2 separate regions of the Zea mays genome follow, and region 1 is linked to region 2. A link is a contact called in public Hi-C data. All regions are on one chromosome and are shown on one strand. The core of a region is the stretch at or near the end of the contact, and the rest is flanking DNA. Distances in the headings are between cores, read along the strand shown. Region 1 holds the start of LOC103635205 (probable chromatin-remodeling complex ATPase chain). Region 2 has its middle 30 kb from the start of LOC103635202.

The links. Hi-C and Micro-C count contacts between places; a contact is called where the count stands out from the background.
Region 1: a contact with region 2 is called in a Hi-C map of ear, with 3 times the contacts expected there. The contact joins the promoter of LOC103635205 here to the enhancer-like site in region 2. A contact is called at or near these places in 4 of 25 Hi-C or Micro-C datasets (ear, leaf, leaf mesophyll and 1 more).

Annotation. Positions count from the first base shown.
Region 1 is chr8:54,520,418-54,524,660 of Zm-B73-REFERENCE-NAM-5.0, reverse strand. LOC103635205 (probable chromatin-remodeling complex ATPase chain) reads right to left here and starts at 1,894. Exons shown (of 25, transcript XM_008657719.3): 1 at 1,416-1,894; 2 at 912-1,028; 3 at 703-806; 4 at 80-192. The coding sequence starts at 1,742.
Region 2 is chr8:53,960,453-53,964,586 of Zm-B73-REFERENCE-NAM-5.0, reverse strand. No RefSeq gene overlaps it. Among protein-coding and RNA genes, the nearest start is that of LOC103635202, 30 kb to the right of the region's middle. Within about 2 kb of position 2,831, at least 17 of the 20 cell types and tissues checked have an H3K27ac peak or open chromatin away from gene starts, as enhancers often do. A contact at or near this core is called in ear, leaf, leaf mesophyll and 1 more, where this site is marked.

The DNA of each region.
Region 1 (4,243 bases), core at 645-3,144, 560 kb before region 2:
TTCCATCGACTTGATGTAGGTTATTAAAGCAAGGAAATAACATATGTCAAGGTAGTAACAAAGCCAGCAAAGGGCTCACATGAAGGCTGTGAAACTAAACGTGTTCCCCCTGCACCAGCAAGGGCATCTTCTTCCTCTTTGAGGTATTCTTCATCTTCCTCTTCTTCAGTCATCTTTGATGCATGGCGTCCCCTACAAATGGACTCAACTCATCAACAAATAAATTACTTAACAAGTTAACGTAGATGTAGACAGAAAAGAACCTCGAATTTCATTGAGCTATGTCTTATGGTTCTGCATACAAAACAGTGAGCAGTACTACATAATATAAAGATAGTGAATATTACAAGATTAAATATTCAAATTAACAACTTCAATCTAAACTACAGGAACAGATGTAGAAGGTGCAACAGATGTCACCTCAATACAATACTGACAATTTCAGGAAAATAATAACAATATGAAAGATACACCTACGGGCTTGAGCAGAGAAGGTTGATTGTATTGTGTGTTGATTCATGTGCAAAGGTACATCATCAGTTAGAAGTGATGATGTGGTCATGATTGAAAGCTGAGAGCATCCTTCATAGTATTTTTAAACTTCAAAAGTGCTATGCCGAATGAAGTGCCAGCAATGTCCACTAAACTTAGAAGATAATTCGTAATTTCATATAGTCATGGCACAAACAAGACCAATGTTACCTCCCGCGTGGCTTTTTCTCGTTGGACTGACTTCCTTTTGCAAAGTGAGCAAATATTTCTGTCTGCTGAAGAAGGTACTTCAACCGTCCCTTCCCTTTATTGTTCTGTTGAGAAATATAAGATCAAGACAACATATATTAAGCCTAAATGGTTAATCCTGTGCAAACCATGCAATTGTACATGAGGATCCATTTAAAGACAGTATATACCATGTCAGCATCAATGGCGGCATTTTGAGTATCTAATATTTCTTGGATTTTATGTTTCTTCATCTTCTGGAGTTCTTTTAGCCTTGCTTTCTCTCGCTTCCCAACCACTGCATCAGTCTGCGGCAGACATGGTTAGGGCAAAGAAATGTAAAACTTTCACTACTTAAGTGTAGGGCATGACACAACAAAGGGTCCCCTCAACACATTAAACTCAGAACTAGAGATATATTATTTACCAATATTACTATTATCTTTGCATTATGGAAGAACCAGACAACAACAGCTTATGCCACAGCTCTGAGAAAAAATAAAAGCAGAAGTGCTTGCAACAATAACAAAACTAACAAATTAACAGAGACTATATCTAGCAATGACTGTAAAGCAGATTATTCTGAAACTATCTGGTCGGGAAAAAATTCAAATATTAGTATATTTCCAAAGCCCTCTTTAAATCAAATCCCTAAAAACGCGATTAAAACACTCAAACCCTAACCTCCCGCTCACCTCGTCGTCATCGTCCTTGTCCCTCGCGACGGGCTCGTCGTCCTCGGTGGACTGGGACTCGTCGTCGCCTTCAGCGGCGGTAACGGCACCGGCGTCCTCCTCGTCCTCAGCTCCAGCGCCGGTAGTGACGGCTTCGATCTCTTCCTCGTCGACCTCCTCCTCCTGCTGCCCCTCGCCCTCAGCTTCCTCCGCGGGCGGCGCCGCAGCATCCTCGTCGTCGTCATCCCCTTCCTCGCCAGATACGGAGCCGGCGGCGTCGGACTGGTCCTCCTCCTCGGCGGAGGACGAGATCTCCTCCTCATCGTCGTACTTCATCGGCTTCGCCATTGGGGCGGGCGGTGGCGGGAGAGGAAAGGTAGGGTTAGGGTTCCAGGGCGGGGCGTTTTGGACTTCGAGAGACGCAGCCTCGCAGGGGATTTAAGACTAAAATCAATTTGGGGGCAAATGGAGTGGCATATTTTATATTTGGCGCCCTGTACGAGAATTTTATGTTGTTTGCAGTTTTGAACCTAAAGTTTTATGTATTTCTGGTTAGTCCCTCCAGCATAAAAGCACCTTCAACAACGTGATCTATAAAAATGTTTATGATTTAAAATTTAATATGTTTTATAGAATTTATGGCACCAACAAACATTCCGCTTAAACAGTAAAACTCCAAATCTAGATTATAGAGCAGTATACTACGGTGTAGTATATTTGAGGCACTTGAGAAGGTGCCATATAATTTTTTGACTAAATTTTATGAAATGTGATACTGTTGGAGTCGTTTTTCCAGCATAGAGCCTCATATTTCAATTTTAGTCACCAATTTGAGGTATTGTTAGATATGCTCTAAAGGTCTAATGGATTTTCCGCAAATCTCTATCTCTACTCTACTATTATTAATGTGCACGTACGTTGTCACGGAAGTTAAAAATTAGTATAAATCATAGACACAGAATGACAAACATCACTATAATATATAAAAACCGTGTAACAAAATATCATCGTAACACTAATACTATATTAACGATATAGATATTTAATATTATATTATAAATAAGATGACTCAAATATAATGAACTGATGTCGAACAGACATTATAATATTACACAAATTATTTCTTAATAGAGTAGTATGGATTACATGGCATGAATCAGACAAATTACATGGTTAGAAACAATACTCAGTCAATAATGTTAGTGCCCTTATATTTATTTGTTTTTATGTTTAATGGTACAACCGGAGAAGCATAAAAGAAGAGGTTGGGTCATGATCCAACATACTAAAATACTCGTTTGCACGTTTACACATAATGCCTGATTACACATTAGTCGTGGCCTGATTGTACCTTACACAAATATACAAATGTTATATTCATCAACAATTGTTTGTATCAGATACTGCATCATATAATTTCACAAATCATATGAAACCCAAAGTTAACTACCTTACAAAAAAAATTATATTACTAATGTCTATCAAGAAAAAAAAAGAACTAATGGCCCAATATAGAACCGTACAAGTAAAAAACTCTACAAGAATCACAGGAAGGAAGAATTGAACAAAGGAAGAGAAGAAAATCATATGGTGAAGGGGAACAAAATGAATACAGCAGGATCAGTTCCTCCCATAATACAGATCGCTGCTTAAAGCTTGAACCCCACATCACTTCGCATCCCAGGAAATAGTCTGATGTCCTACGAGTAATTACGTCTCGCTCTCCCCTTCTTGGGGCTGGCTCAAATTGTAGAATCACATCACCAGAACCCATAATATGCCATCGTCATACGTCATTTTTTTACAAATAACCCCTCACAGCTATTTTAAATTAATCTGTTGTACGTCTATAGATGTCAAACGACGTCCGACACGGGCTAGATGCACGCGGACCACAACTATGGCACAGGCACGCGGACCACAACTATGGCACAGGCACGTCATACCGGCCGGTGTCGGGCCAGCCCGTTAGCCCGTCGATCCATTTAATTAAATCAGCGTAATGACGCCCGACACGGGCTAGATGCACGCGGGCCATAGTTGGCACAGGCATGCACGCGAGCCATAGTTGGCACAGGCACGTCATGCCGGCCTGCTAACTGTGTCGGGCCAGCCCGCTAGCCCGTCGATCCATTTAATTAAATCAGCGTAAAACGTTAAAAAATGGTGCAAGAGGTGGGGTTCGAACCCATGCCCTGATGGAAGAAGGGCGGGAGATACTGGGTGAAACTGTCTAACCAGTAGAACATCACGCTAAGATGTTTTTAATATTGAATACAAATTGTATATAGGTATATACGTTTTTTTGTAAAATAAAAAAATAATCGTGTCGGGTCGGGCCAGCACTACGAGCCGAGGCTACAACCCAAGCACAGCACGACGTTCTTTGCTCTTGCAAGCATTAGGTCGTTTCTCAAACCACATTGGCGCAATGGACTACATGGTGTTTGAGGTTGCTGAATTGGATGGAGCAGCAATGATTCGTCACACTAACAACAAAATGAAAGGTTATTTGTTGGTTTTAAACGTTAGTAATTGCTACGAAGTAGCGTAATTTATATGTAGCGCATCCAGTTTTTATTGATGCCTGACTTTAGCAATCACTCCATATTTTGATCTATCATTTTTATAAGTTTGACTTTATGGAACTTATTTTATAAACTTAATCTCACAAACTTTCTCTTACTTAGTCTCTGTATGATGGAATTATGTAATTTTATAATCTCTGTTCATTCAGTCAATCGTTGTGAACTCTTTTCTAATCGCTCACTTCATTGGTTGTGTTGTACCAAGACATATTTGCATGGAGTAAACAATAAAATCAGTTAGCTAAATCAAAAAATATATTA
Region 2 (4,134 bases), core at 1,582-4,081:
CAGAGAGAGAGAGAGAGGGGGATAGCCTCGCCACCACCGTAGTCAATCTCGCTTGCTCCTCACCGTCGTGTCCACGGATTCGTGCCCGGGCGCTTCACCACGCCACGAGGAAGGTGTCCATGACCTCACCAGGAAAGATCGTCGGGCGGTGAGGAAGGAATTTTTCACCAATGTTTACCCTTGCCGTACACCCGCACCACACCATGACCAGCTCCATCCATCGCTTGATCGCCGGTAAAACCACCTTTCCTTTGTCCGCCTTAATCTCCTCGTCGTGTAGCATGTCTTGATCGGGTTTTGGTACATTAGAACGCCAAAACGATGTGGCGTCGGTGAACCCCGGCCATGGCGGAGGAGCGTCGCCGTGCGCTGTCTACAGGGTGAGGGAGGAGTTGTGCGAGCCGTCGATCTTGCATAGATGGCTGAGATTACACTAGGCATGTACCCTTTCATATGTTGAATCTGTACCATCGATCACGTATCATGCAGTTCGATGCAGATCAGGGCGTTGGTATCTTTGTGGCTGTAGATCGGTGATCCAGTGGTCTTTATTACATACAGGTTCGTTTATGGGTGGATATAATCCGAGCCGTGTGTTTCTGATCCAGCGGCTCACGATCATCGAAACCCCTTCGGTTGTGGTCTTTTTCATAAGAGCCCCTATAGTTTTAGAATATAAACCCGCCGTCCCCTTAGGTTCAAAGAACCTCGCAAACAAGTCCTAAAATTCGTAATCAGACCCCTGTACTTATAGAGAATCATACCTGCCGTCCACTAAGGATTATAATTTATATAAAACGAATTTGAAAATGATTTTTGGTAAAAAAAACATAATTCTAGAAACTTTGGAAATTCATAGTTGTCACATTTCAACTCCAAATTACTCCGTTCAAATTGTGTTAGCTTTATAAAAATATTTTCTATACAGTAACAACAATATTTGTAGTATATCCTATAGTTTTATTATTGGAAATTGTTTAAACCTAGGTTTAGTAGATTAAATTTGCTAATCAAAATAACCTATCTATAATTATAAATCTAACTAAAACATGGTTATAACCTATACTAAAGTTGAGTTGGTTATTTCTTTGTAATAAGTTTCTCACATGATTTATAACATAGAAGATATTATTACCATTTAATCACCTATAAACTCTAAAAAACCATATCTTTTCAACCATAACTCCGAACTTAGTGATTTTCGAACCTATGATCTCATAACAACGCGTAGAACATTCTTACGCTATTTGTGCTCATGTTTGGTGTAATGTTATTTTTATGTACCCCTTATCTTTTTGTATGTATTGCTACGGGTAGCAGTCAGGTCACGAGAAACCCGAAGACTAATTTGGAAAAGTACCTGGAAACTCGAGTCACAGGCAAGTTGTGCACTTGATCACTCTTCTTTACCTAATAATGTTCTCTGTTAATCAATGTGACATGCTTAAGATAATTTGATGGGACCTAAAAGGTTTCCCTATATTTGTTTACCCCACCCCTTGCAAACAAATGAATTATTGGGTAGAGTAGCGATTACACTACCTAGTTTTGGGATTAATGTTACATTTGAATTATGATCATGTTCGTATTATGATGTTGTTTTAATTATTATTCATGACAAGATCATTATGTTAATTAGAACATGGAGCTTAACTTGAGATAACAGTGCTACCACAAGTGTGGTATGGGACGCCCTTGGCTGACTAATTAGGAAAGCTAGCGGAGACCTACCTTACCCGAAAGGGGCAATGGCGGTAGAGGAGTTGTGGTATAGGGAGGTTCTCAGGTCGATCATGCCGCGATGACTTTTCGAATGAGGGATTCCTATATTGCCCTTCTCAGAAACCGTAGCGGGTTTTCTGAAGCTTGTGGAACTTTGTAAAGGCCTCGTAGTGATACCCTGCCTCGTCTCCTCGACAGAGATGAATGGGCAGTCACGATCCCTTGGCAAATGGGTAACTCGACTTGTGGGAAAAGGGAGCAACCTTTGCAGAGTGTAAAACTGGTATATCAGCAATGCTCACGGTCAAGAGCGACTTAGGACTCTCGCATGATTAATTTATAGAACTAAACTCAAACTATCATTTGCATTGCATTGTGGGTGTTATTATTAATTGTGATCTCTTATTTAATTGGGTTGGTATCTACTTATACTTAGTAACTGCTAATAAAATTTTGACCAATTTTAAAAGCAATGCTTAGCTTTAACCATCTTCTTTTGTAAGCCTTACACTTCACATGGCCCCCACCGTAAGTGAGCTCATGCACATTATTCCCCACAACTTGTTGAGCGATGAAAGTATGTGAGCTCACCCTTGTTGTACTCACATCCCCATGTAAAGAACAGGTACTGTAGAATGAGGAGCATGAATGATGTCGCGATGAGTTCGTGAGAGGTCTAGGTCGTCGTCTCCTAGTCAACTATGATTTCTAGATTGTTGTATTTGTATGATGTTATTATTTAACTATTTTGTACATAACTCCATTATATATTAAAGATGTGACGTTTGTTTCTGTAACATGAGTCATCATATGTGTGAGACTTGATCTTAGTACACATTTAATTTGCCCCCGGTTTTACCCCTTAAATCCGGATGCGACACAATTCTCCCATGATCTAATCTTGATCGTCGTTCACAAAACAGATGACCACCGATCGATCCTACCCAACCGTTAACCTCGATCTAATCTCTACCGTATATCGCGAGATCTATGGTCGCGATTTTCAACTAAACAGAGCCCAAGCACAATCGCACGTTACCCGATCGACGCCCCAGATTTAACTGGGCGAAGAGGTATAGATACGTCTAATCTCCACCATCCAAATCTAGATGGATGGTCGAATGATCATCTTCTCCCTCCCAGCGGCAGAGTATAGCCGTGCACACCCAGCTGCGGCGGGGCCTCACCGGCGATGAGTCGATCTGGCGCCCAGGCCCTCTTGGATTCCTCTAGTGACTTGGAATTGAAGAGGAAGGTAACGCGAATTCGTCAAGGGAGTTTCTTACTGATGACGGCGGCGCGACGCGCATTGTCCACGGGAAGGGGAGGAACCGCCGAGACCAATGACTACCTATGAGAAATTCCACCGGTCTCGGATGAATCTACGCCCGATTACCCGCCCGAGCACGGTACCCGGCTACTTATGAACCACCACGAGCAATCCTTAGGTCACCGTCAGCATTGGACGCAAGACGCGGATGCGGCGGCTCGGCAAGGTGGTGGTGGCTGGAGAACGGGGTGCCTCTGCAAACGATGGCGAACGAAGGCCCCGAAGGCAGCGATCACGTTATATATCCTTGGTCCCAGGCTTCACGCCAGCTGGCGGCAATGGATTCCGTAGCCGGGAGAAAGGGAAGGAGGTTGCAGCCGCCACGGTTTTCCTGGGCTTCGAGAAGATCTACACGGGTGTTTCCTGACGTGCGAGGCCCACGTGACAGTCATAGACGAACGCGCGCGCGGGCATCTGGTGAACGGGCCCGGTCCGTCAGGGGGCTGGAAAGCGAGCGTGGTGGTGCGGCTGTCCGGTGGGCCCTTGTTATCAGCGACAAGCCGAGTGCCAGCGAACTGGGCCGAGGGGGTTTCGGGCCAATGGCAGTGTTACATTTTTTTTGTTTTTATTCTTCTCTTCTATTTCCAAATTCAAGGATTCAAAATAAATTTAAATTTCTGTTTTGAACTTCGGCCTTCCAAATATCCAATAATATCCCGATATGAATAATACTTCTAATATTTGCAATAATATTATTTATTTTATTTTTTTCTTCCCATTCTTTATTTCTTTTGTTCCCATATTTTCATATCTCAAATTTTAATTTGAAGCTAGATTTGTTTTAAATAGATTTGTTTTAAATATAAGTTTGAGTTTGATGCACAAACAAAGAAATTACATCATGATGCATAAGTTTCTGTAGTTTATAAGGTACAGTTGCCAAAGGATCTTTCCATAATGCACGACATGTTTCACATATCTCAGTTGAAGAAATGTCTTCGGGTTCCCAAACAGGTTGTTGAGATTTCAGATGTTAACCTTGGACCAGGTTTAACCTACTTGGAATATTCCATAAAGGTTTTGGATCAAAAGGATCGGGTTACTTGAAGAAAAGTTATCAAGTTTTATAAGCTACAGTGGAA